3 separate regions of the Mus musculus genome follow, and all the other regions are linked to region 3. Evidence: chromatin contacts called from public HiChIP or PLAC-seq and promoter capture Hi-C data. All regions are on one chromosome and are shown on one strand. Each heading gives the region's core, a stretch centred on a gene start, on an enhancer-like site or on the middle of the called end of the contact. The rest is flanking DNA. Distances are from core to core; before and after follow the strand shown. Region 1 holds the start of Tmem38a (transmembrane protein 38A). Region 2 holds the start of 1700026F02Rik (RIKEN cDNA 1700026F02 gene). Region 3 holds the start of Zfp617 (zinc finger protein 617).

What was found. HiChIP or PLAC-seq counts read pairs in DNA pulled down with a chosen protein or histone mark. Capture Hi-C pulls out chosen DNA fragments and counts their contacts.
Region 1: a promoter capture Hi-C map of liver shows a contact between it and region 3, with 2.4 times the contacts expected there. The contact joins the promoter of Tmem38a here to the promoter of Zfp617 in region 3. A contact is called at or near these places in 1 of 39 promoter capture datasets (erythroid cells) and 2 of 9 other capture datasets (adipose tissue and liver).
Region 2: a contact with region 3 is called in an H3K4me3 HiChIP or PLAC-seq map of stem cell-derived neural progenitor cells, with 5 times the contacts expected there. The contact joins the promoter of 1700026F02Rik here to the promoter of Zfp617 in region 3. A contact is called at or near these places in 1 of 39 promoter capture datasets (hippocampal neurons) and 2 of 115 datasets of contacts at active chromatin or transcription factors (embryonic stem cells and stem cell-derived neural progenitor cells).

Annotation. Positions count from the first base shown.
Region 1 is chr8:72,570,509-72,573,579 of GRCm38.p6, reverse strand. Tmem38a (transmembrane protein 38A) reads right to left here and starts at 1,757. Exons shown (of 6, transcript NM_144534.2): 1 at 1,353-1,757. The coding sequence starts at 1,476. Smim7 (small integral membrane protein 7) reads left to right here and starts at 2,532. Exons shown (of 5, transcript NM_172396.3): 1 at 2,532-2,576; 2 at 2,665-2,706. The coding sequence starts at 2,551.
Region 2 is chr8:71,025,218-71,028,241 of GRCm38.p6, reverse strand. It overlaps 1700026F02Rik (RIKEN cDNA 1700026F02 gene), which reads left to right and starts at 1,487. Exons shown (of 3, transcript NR_045487.1): 1 at 1,487-1,614.
Region 3 is chr8:71,921,506-71,924,387 of GRCm38.p6, reverse strand. Zfp617 (zinc finger protein 617) reads right to left here and starts at 1,563. Exons shown (of 4, transcript NM_133358.3): 1 at 1,416-1,563. The coding sequence starts at 1,418.

The sequences.
Region 1 (3,071 bases), core at 508-3,007, 650 kb before region 3:
GCTCTGGAGATGGGCCCTTTTGGGGTTATCAGAACACTGTTTTTAAACTTGATTTTTTTTTCCTTCCACCTGTGGGCCATCTTGAAGCACCACCCCATCCCTAAGCAAACATAGGAGTCTGGTTTTGTCACCCCAAAAGTAATTAATTTACATACCCACCCACAGAAGGGTCTTAACTTCCCTGGAAGGAAATTACCCTGTCCTTCAAATTTGAAGGTTCAGTAGAATAACTAAAACTACAGAAGACAAACACGACACATTTGCTTACACTGAACTTGTAATAAAAATAGAACGCTCCAGGGAGGCATTTATTTATTTATTTATTCATTTATGTAGTCACTTATTTATGTTTGTTTTTGAGATGGTCTGTAGTCACACTGGACAAGAACTCATCAATAGCCCTGGCTGTCCTGGAATTAACTTGCTTTCCTCCTTTCTCTACGTTCTACGTTCTGGGGTTAGAGGCGAGCTACATTTGTCCTCATTAAAGCAGATTTGGAGGAGGGGTGCGGTAGCAGCAAGATGACTCTGCTGGTAAAGGAGCTTGTCTATGAATTTGACCACCAGAGTTTGACCAGTGACCCCCGTAAACTGTCCTCTGACCTCCACACATACCCACAACACAGAGATAAGTAAAAGTAATTAACTTTTTTTTTTTTTAATCAAAGAAGTAGGGTCTATCCTCCTCTGACTCTTGAAAGGAAGCTGACCCAAAGTTGCCCTGTCCTGGAACGGTTTAGGCTCCATAAGTGGGAAGGATCCCAGGCCCGAGCTGGCCCAGCTGGCATGTGAGAAGGGAGGGAAGAAGATGCCAAAAGATGCAGTACAGAGGGGACATGGGTGTCACTTTCCCCCGAACCTGATCGCAGCACCCAGCATGGCCAGTCCTTATATAGTCACCAGGCAGTCAATTCAAGGGCGTTAAGGGAGGTCATGGCAGCTGACGTCCAGAACATCTGACCCTCGCCCAGGCAGGTCCGATCCTTGATTTGGAACCTTCGCCACCATCAATCCCCCTTGCCCAAGATTAAGTTCAGGAATCCTTGCTCTAACCTGACTCTGGCCTTTTCGTTGCCCCCGCCCTCAACCCCAACCCCGCAGCACCTGTCCTCCTAACCGTAAACAAGAGCGCTCCTTTTCTTCCCTCCCACCTCATTTGCAGCCTCCTTTCCACAGCGCCTCTGTCCCCAGGGTTCGCTCCTCCACCTGCGCGAGCGTGGGAGCACTCCACGATCTCAGCCTCTGCCTCCTCCCCCATCCAGCTCCAGGATCTAGCCTGTCTCCTCCTTTCGTCTCCATCATCAAGCTAGGGGCAACCTCCCTCCTGGTAACTCCTACAATCCTCGACTCACCTGGCTCATACTTCAGGTAGATGATGGAGACGATGAAGTAGCTGAGGTCGAAAACAGGGAAGAGCGGCACCCGCGAGAAGCTGAGCGCTAGCTCGCCCAGGCTCAGCGCTGACATCAGGTCCATGGCGATGGAGGGCGCCTCCCCGGCCCCGTGCGTCCCGCGCCCCGCTGCCCGACGAATGCTCCCTCGCCACTGAGCCCGCCCCACTGCCAGGCACCGCCCCCCGCCTGCCCCCACCCCTCGGGAGAGGAGGGGTGGTGGGGGACTCCTAGCAGCCGGGAGCCCAAAATGCGGGGCCGTAGGGACGTCAGAACTCGTTCAACAGAGCCAAAAAGGCGATCTGTCCCCTGCATCCAGCACACACAAGAGGGAATCTTGTCCTTAAACATCTGCGTAGTTAGAATCCTGTCCCTTTTCCATGGGACTAACCAATTCAGGACCCCTATTTCCCTCAAAACCCGCGCCCTCGGAAGATCTCAGCCAAGAATATCATGTTTCATTCCTGAGGATCCAAAGTCAGAACCCCGCCTCCCACAAGGGGACCTCAACCAAACCCTCACGTTCTGTTTGGTTTTGTCTCTCTAAAAGGCTCCACAAGTCAGAACCCTCCTCTTTGTGGACCCCAGCCCAGACTGGATCCACTAAGTTAGGACCCTCCCGCTTCAGGAGGCCCCACAAGTTAAGATCCATCCTCTGTAGACCTTAATCCAGGCCTTATGTTCTGTAAGTCTGTCCGGTCAGGACTCTCATTCTCCGTGGGGTTACTCGAGTCAGACCTGGGAGGTCCGTGGGAGGTACAACTCAGGCAGGAGGTCATCCTGACTCTATGCACTCTGAGCCGGGATCGCAGTTCTCCGTGGGGACCCAAGTGGAGTCCTTTTGGAGTTCAGGCATCTGCCGCGCCCATATCCATATCCAAGCCGTTCACGGGCGGCTCAAGGGTCAAGGGCGCAATTTCTGTAGCCCGGAATCCATAGCCCAACCAACCCCCGAGCGGCATCAACAGCAGGGACCAGCTGTGGCACGTAACACTGAGCATGCGCGCGCGCACCCCAAGCTCCGCCCTGTAGGTGACATCATGCTACATCCTCAGTCGAACCCAACCAATGCTGATTCAGAATTGGTCAGTTCTCGTTCCACTTTCCGCCCCTCATCACGGCTTCCGTTTCCGGTTTGACGGACGCCTTGGGTGTAAGGATGATCGGAGACATACTGCTGTTCGGGTAATATGAATGAGGGGTGTTAGAGGTCGGAGAGTGGCAGTCAGAGGGGTGGGGGTGACCCTTACTGACCGTTACTGTCCCTCCGCAGGACGCTACTGATGAACGCCGGGGCTGTGCTCAACTTTAAACTGTGAGTAGGCCGCGACAGGCGGTGTCCCAGACAGCCAGGCCCTCCCACAGCCAGTCCCCGCCCACACCCTTGGTCACCGCCAGTCCCGCCCTGTGCATGCTCCACGCCCCACTAATCCTACCTCTAGCCACGCCTCCGCGCTGCTTCACCAGGCTCTGACAGTTCTGTATCACTCCAGGATCTTTAAATCTGTACTCTCTAGACCAGGGAACGGCTCAGCGGGCAGAGGCGCTTGCTGCCAAGCCTGACTACTTGAGTCCGATTCCCGGATCCCCCATGGTAGAAATCCTGTTGATTGTCCTTTTGATCTCCACACAACTGCTGCGGGATGGCACACTCATTCTTTTTTTTTTTTTTTTTTTTTT
Region 2 (3,024 bases), core at 238-2,737, 900 kb after region 3:
AGTTTATGAATTTGGCATCCTACTTAGGGAGAAACCCTGAAATGCTTCCACACTGGAAGGCAGGGATGGTGTGCCATTGTCAGGCTATAAGTTCCCCCCAAATGGCAGTGCCATTGACAGTATCCTAAATGACAGTCTGGGCTAAGCTCATGCTGAACTCAGGAGGATTGCTAGCAGATAGGGAAAAGCTTACACTCAACCTTTCTCGAAATCCTGTGAAATTGGTCCACAGCTAGGCTAGAGTCTTGGCTCTTCTCTCCCCTAACCTTCAGTCTGTTCTGGCTTGTAAGACTTTCCCGGACATTTTTTGTTATTCTCTCTGCCCACTCTCAGCCTCCCAGAGGTAGCCATGGAAGCTTAGAATTCCCCCCAAATCCCTCAGGCCATTTCTCTAGCACCCAAGAGCCACATAACAGCTTCATATTTAAAATAAAGCCATCAATGGAGCAGTTCAATGTTTCACTGTGCCCTTCCTTATGGCTATGATGACCTCCAAGTTACATCCTTCCTGGTGATGCATCCAAGGCTTTATTTTAGTTCTGTTGCCTCTCAGGTTTGGAAATCTATTCAGCCTTCTAAATGTCTAGAGTCACTTTGACTTTGGTTACAGCTTACTAATGTCTGGGTTAAGTCAAGTGTTTATTTTACTCAGTGTGTGCTGTTAAAGTGTGTACAATTGTATGCACCCACTTGTGTCTGTAGGGAAGCCATATCATACCTCTCTCTCTCTCTCTCTCTCTCTCTCTCTCTCTCTCTCTCTCTCTCTCTCTCTCTCTCTCCCTCTCTCTCTGTTGTCACGGTCTCTCTTTAAACCTGTAGCTCACCATTGGACTAGACGGGCTGGACAGCAAACCCCACAGATTCTGTCCAGCCCTACCACCCATCAGCAGCAGCACCTCCCCAGTTCTTAGACAGCAGCCATGTGCTTCCATCCTTTTTACATAGAGATCCTAACTCAGGTTACCATGCTCGTGGAGACAAGGATGTTACCCACTGAGCCATTTTCCTTTCCTCTGTGGAAAATTGTGGCACATACCTTCAGTTTCTGTATGCATTGGATAATAGTATTCTCTTCCTTTTCTTTGCTAAAATTGAATAGATTCACAGAAAATTTTGGCAAAAAGCTGGCCATAAAGTCAACTGACTGCCTCATGCCAAACTCCTCAAGCTTGACATCCTCTCACTGTCCTGTCCCTGTGCGTCTTGCCTGGCCTAGACAGCCCTTCTTTTTCTCCAGGGTCAAAAACAGGGTCAGAAGCAGATTGGCTCTGCAAAGCCAGGTACAAGCTCTATTTAAATGTAATTAAGGTCACAGGAAGCCCTTGCTGAGAAAATCTGCTGCGAAGTGCCATTTGGGATCCTGATCATCTGGTTGCTTATTCCGTTGCTCCGGGCTCCCCATTGGGTTTCTGAGAATTAGCGAATCAGGACCATGGGCGCAGTCAGAACTGTTCAAACAGGAGCACGAGGGGTTGAAGCAGACGTTACTGGCCTTTCTTCCTGACACCCTGTCCTGTCAGCTGCGGGAGTCCGAGGTGGCTGAGATTCACTGGCCCTGTGACCCCTGAGCCAAGGAGTTTCTTAAGAGATTGTAGGAGCCCTGGACTCAGACAAGTGAGAGGCCGATGTGCGGGCGTGGATGGGGCGGGGTTGTGGGAGGGGCTCTCGGTCTTTCAGCTCCCTGGAGTCCAATCCCACTGGAGCTTCTGCGCAGCTGCACCCGGGGTGTCTTGTGCGGGGTGGGGGGTGGGGTGATGAGCTGAAGGTAGGAGTAAGGGTGGGGTGAGCTGGGGGCGGAGCTGAGGGAGGGCTGGGTTGGGTATAATGGTGAGTGGACTGGGGACGGGGTTGGAGCCCAGCTACAAGTTCTCTGAGCAGCTAGGATACCTGAGAGACTTTGCATTCAAGAAAAATATTCTTTAAAACACTAAGTTGCCCCCTTGTGCCTGTGTTTGGCCTGACAGTAAGTTCCTTCGTTGGAAACGGGAAATCCACAGATATTTATGGTTGGCCTTAGAATAGAAGCGTCTCCTCTGAGGTAATTCTTACTAACCTTGGACCAGAGGCATTTATTTAAAAACAAAATGTATCTATCCACTGCCAGTACGTTCTCAATAGGGTTGGGGCCTGGAAATCGCCCACATACACACACCCCATCTATGCAGATGTTTTGACTGACTTGATCTTGTGTGTTATGCAGGTGGCCACAGCTGCTGTGAGTTCAGACAGCCCTTCACAGCCCTTCTCCAGATTCTTTCCTCCTCCATTCCTGTAGTGTTGCTGGTGGGTTAATATAGGTATCCCATTTAGGCCTGGGTCCTCAGTCTCTTTGATTCTCAGCGCTTTGGCCAATAATGCATCTCTTCATTGACTGCGGTCCACTGATAAAAGAAGATTCAGGGCAGCCCAGGTCAATGGTACAATCATTCTTTTTTGAGAACATGGCAACTGGTAGGTTTCCCATGCTCCCATGGATACCCCACACCCATGCATAGCACATATGGACAGCACAACCTGGGTTATCAAGAAAGGAAAAGACAAGAAGTTGTGATGGAGGAGTGGGAGGGACATGGGAATTGAAGGTAAGAAATGGGAGTAGACATGTTCATATTTCATTCTAAGTATGTATGAAATTCTCAAAAATAAAGTTTTAAAGTACAGCTGAAGGTTTCCTATGCCCTTATTTGAAAATGTTGTACTAGGGGAGAAGCCCAGTTGTGAGTATAAGCATCTGGAGATGTTTGTAGAGGAGGGTTTTTCATAGGAACTATTGAGATGCCTCAGTGGATAAGAGCACTCATGCATAAGCATGAGAAACTGGCTTTGGTTCCCAGGGTCCATATAACAAGTTCAACCTAGTCTCATGCTTTCCTGTAACCCCAACTCTGAGGCAAGTGGAGAGGACGATAGCAGGGGCCTGCTGGCTACCCACTTCGTAGAAAATATGCAAGCTCTAGGTTCACAGAGAGACCTCACTTTGAAGGAATAAAGTAAACAGTGATACAGGAGGATCCCAGTTCCCTC
Region 3 (2,882 bases), core at 314-2,813:
AATAGAAGGAAAATATCTGCAATACAAGAATCGAGAAAGATGAGTGTGCTCAGTATAAACTAAACCATCACATCAGTAAAGATGGAAAAATTACTAAAACATTTAAACCACATGTAAAGAAAGACATAGCCACTTGATAATTAATAGTCAAATAAATACTAAGTGGATCCCACTATATACCATGAGGACAAAGTTCAGTCAATTAAATAATATTAAGTGCTGATCACAGAAAAGTTACTCAGGAATAAAATTTGATATAGAGTTGAGACTGTAGCTCAGTTGGTATACGGTAGATACTTGTCTAGAATGCATGAGGCCCTGGGTTTAAATTTCAGAGCTGCAAAACCAGGAGCTAGTGATGTGCTCATAGAATCCCAGCACTTGGAAGGTAGTCATAAGACTATCAGAAACTCAAAGTCAAGCTTGGCTGTAAACTAAGTTTATCAACAGCCTAGGATATGTAAGATCTAGTCTCAAACAAAACAAAAACAAACAAACAACAAAGCAAAACAACAAAAAAAATCCAAAACAAAGAAACCGATACGTTTGCAATTCACTATGATTTGAACTTGACCACGACTTAAAGTCCAGTCGTTTCCAAAAAAACTTTTATTACTGGAAAAAGGAGCAGAGGTAAGAGCAGTATTTAACCCAAGAGTAAAAGATAAACTTGAAAACCCTCAAGTACCATACTCACAGAGATGACGAAAATTGAAAAGTTCTTCCTCCGACCTTAAGTCAGAAGGGATAAAGATAGTCTCGTCATACTCTATAAAGGGATAATCTACCAAGAGGATATTACAATCCTAAATGCGGGAGCCGCATGTACCCATGGAAAAGAACTGTGACTGTCCCCTGAGAAGTTCCCTCACATCTCGGTATGTCTCAGTTTTCCCAGGTTCACTTCCATTAATCTCTGCGCTTAAGATCTATATTAGACATGTTTCTCGGGCCTGGAGAGATAACTCGGTGTGTAAGAGTGCTCGCTGAGCAAGGGTGAGAACCCGAGTTCAAATAAAAAACACCCAAGTAAATGCCAGGCATGGGGACAGAGCCCGGAGGATCGCTGGAGCTTGCTAGCAGGCAGCCTAGCCACAGGTTCAGTAAGAAACCCTGTCTCACAGGAATAAGGCGGGCCGTGACAAAGCAGGACACCGGGTGACCTCCCCTGGCCTCCGTGCATGGCGGGGCGTAAATTCTCACTCGCAAGAATTGTCTCCTAAACTTCCAGCTCGGCTCCACATCATCCAGCCTCGGAATCCCGCTTTCGACTGACTTTCCCTAAGGGGAAAAGCAGCTTTTCTGGAGCCGCAGGCGACAGTGCGCAGCCGCCCTTCGTCCCCCGGCGCAGCACCGGGATCCCGCCGCCCGGGACCAAGGGCGCCGCGCACAGCCCCGCCACTCGCCTGGCTCACCATGTCTGTGCCCAGGCCTGCCGCGGCTCCACAGAGGCTCCGGAACAGGCACTCACACGGCCGCGGAGGCTCAGCAACTTGGACTTCCTCAGCTGAGAGCTGTGAGGAGGGAAGCGCCAGCAAGAAAGATGGCGGGTGAGGAACTTCCGCTCCTCCCGCCGGCGCTGCTGATTGGCCAGCTCACACACTGGTGTCTGTACCGGGAGTTTCCGGCGGACCTCCCGACCTTTCCTAGGGTATGGCGTCATACAGCCAAGGACGCTAAACCGTCCGGGACTCCCACAGTTGGTTACTGAGAACCGCCCGGAAGGGAGATGGCGGACAAGGCGCTGCCTCTCGGCACCCTACCTGCCGCTCCTTTGGCCCTTATTGCTGGGCCCACAGATCCAGTCTCCGAAGCCTAAGTGACAGAATAAATTTATTCTCCCTCTTACTGACACAACCACTCCCTCTCCTGTCAACAACACTAATGAGATTCATTGGGACACACAAAGACATAAAAGATGAAAGAATTCGAGAGGGACAAGAGCAGGTAAAGGTCTGTGTGTGTATGAATATAAACAAGATACATGAATGAAAATGTTATATTGAAACTTTTCGTGTAATTAATACACGCTAATGACAACATTAAAAAAACTGTACTTTCCAGCAATTAAAAAAAAGCTTCAGCAGCTCTTCCACAAAGGACATTCTTTTTAGAAATGAGGTTTATTATAAAGTGCCTCAAGCCATGCTCAGCCCTGTAGGTGGAAGTGACATTAGACAGAAACAGTACAATTTATGCAGCTCTAAAAATAGGGCCTTAAGCCGGGTGTGGTGGTGCACACCTTTAGTCCCAGAACTCGGGGGGGGGGGGCAGAGGCAGGCGGATTTCTAAGTTCGAGGCCAGCCTGGTCTACAAAGTGAGTTCCAGGACAGCCAGGGCTATACAGAGAAACCCCGTCTCGAAAAAACCAACAACAACAACAACAACAAAAAACCAACCAACCAACCAACCAACCAACAAAAAAGGCCTTAAAAGAAGGGGCAGGGGGCCAGGCGTGGTGGTGCACGCCTTTAATTCCAGCACTTGGGAGGCAGAGGCAGGCAGATTTCTGAGTTCGAGGCCAGACTGGTCTACAAAGTGAGTTCCAGGACAGCCAGAGCTATACAGGGAAACCTTGTCTCGAGAAAAAAAAAAAAAAAAAAAAAGAAGGGGCAGGCTTCCATTCGAAGCCTGGCAGGCGGGTCTGGGAGGAGGTGATGTGGGGAAGGAGGTAGAGGAGATGAGGGGCAGGCAGAGGTGGACAGACTAACCTTGAGAAGGGGAGGGGAGAGCAGAAGAGCCTGAGATACAGCTTTCATTGTCTGGACCAAATCCCAGAGCTATCTATCTTCCTAAGGTGTCTCAGACTACTCCCCAGAACAAATAAAAAGGTCTGATTTTTTAAAAAATTACCTTTTAGGGGGCAGGAACTTTCATATCAC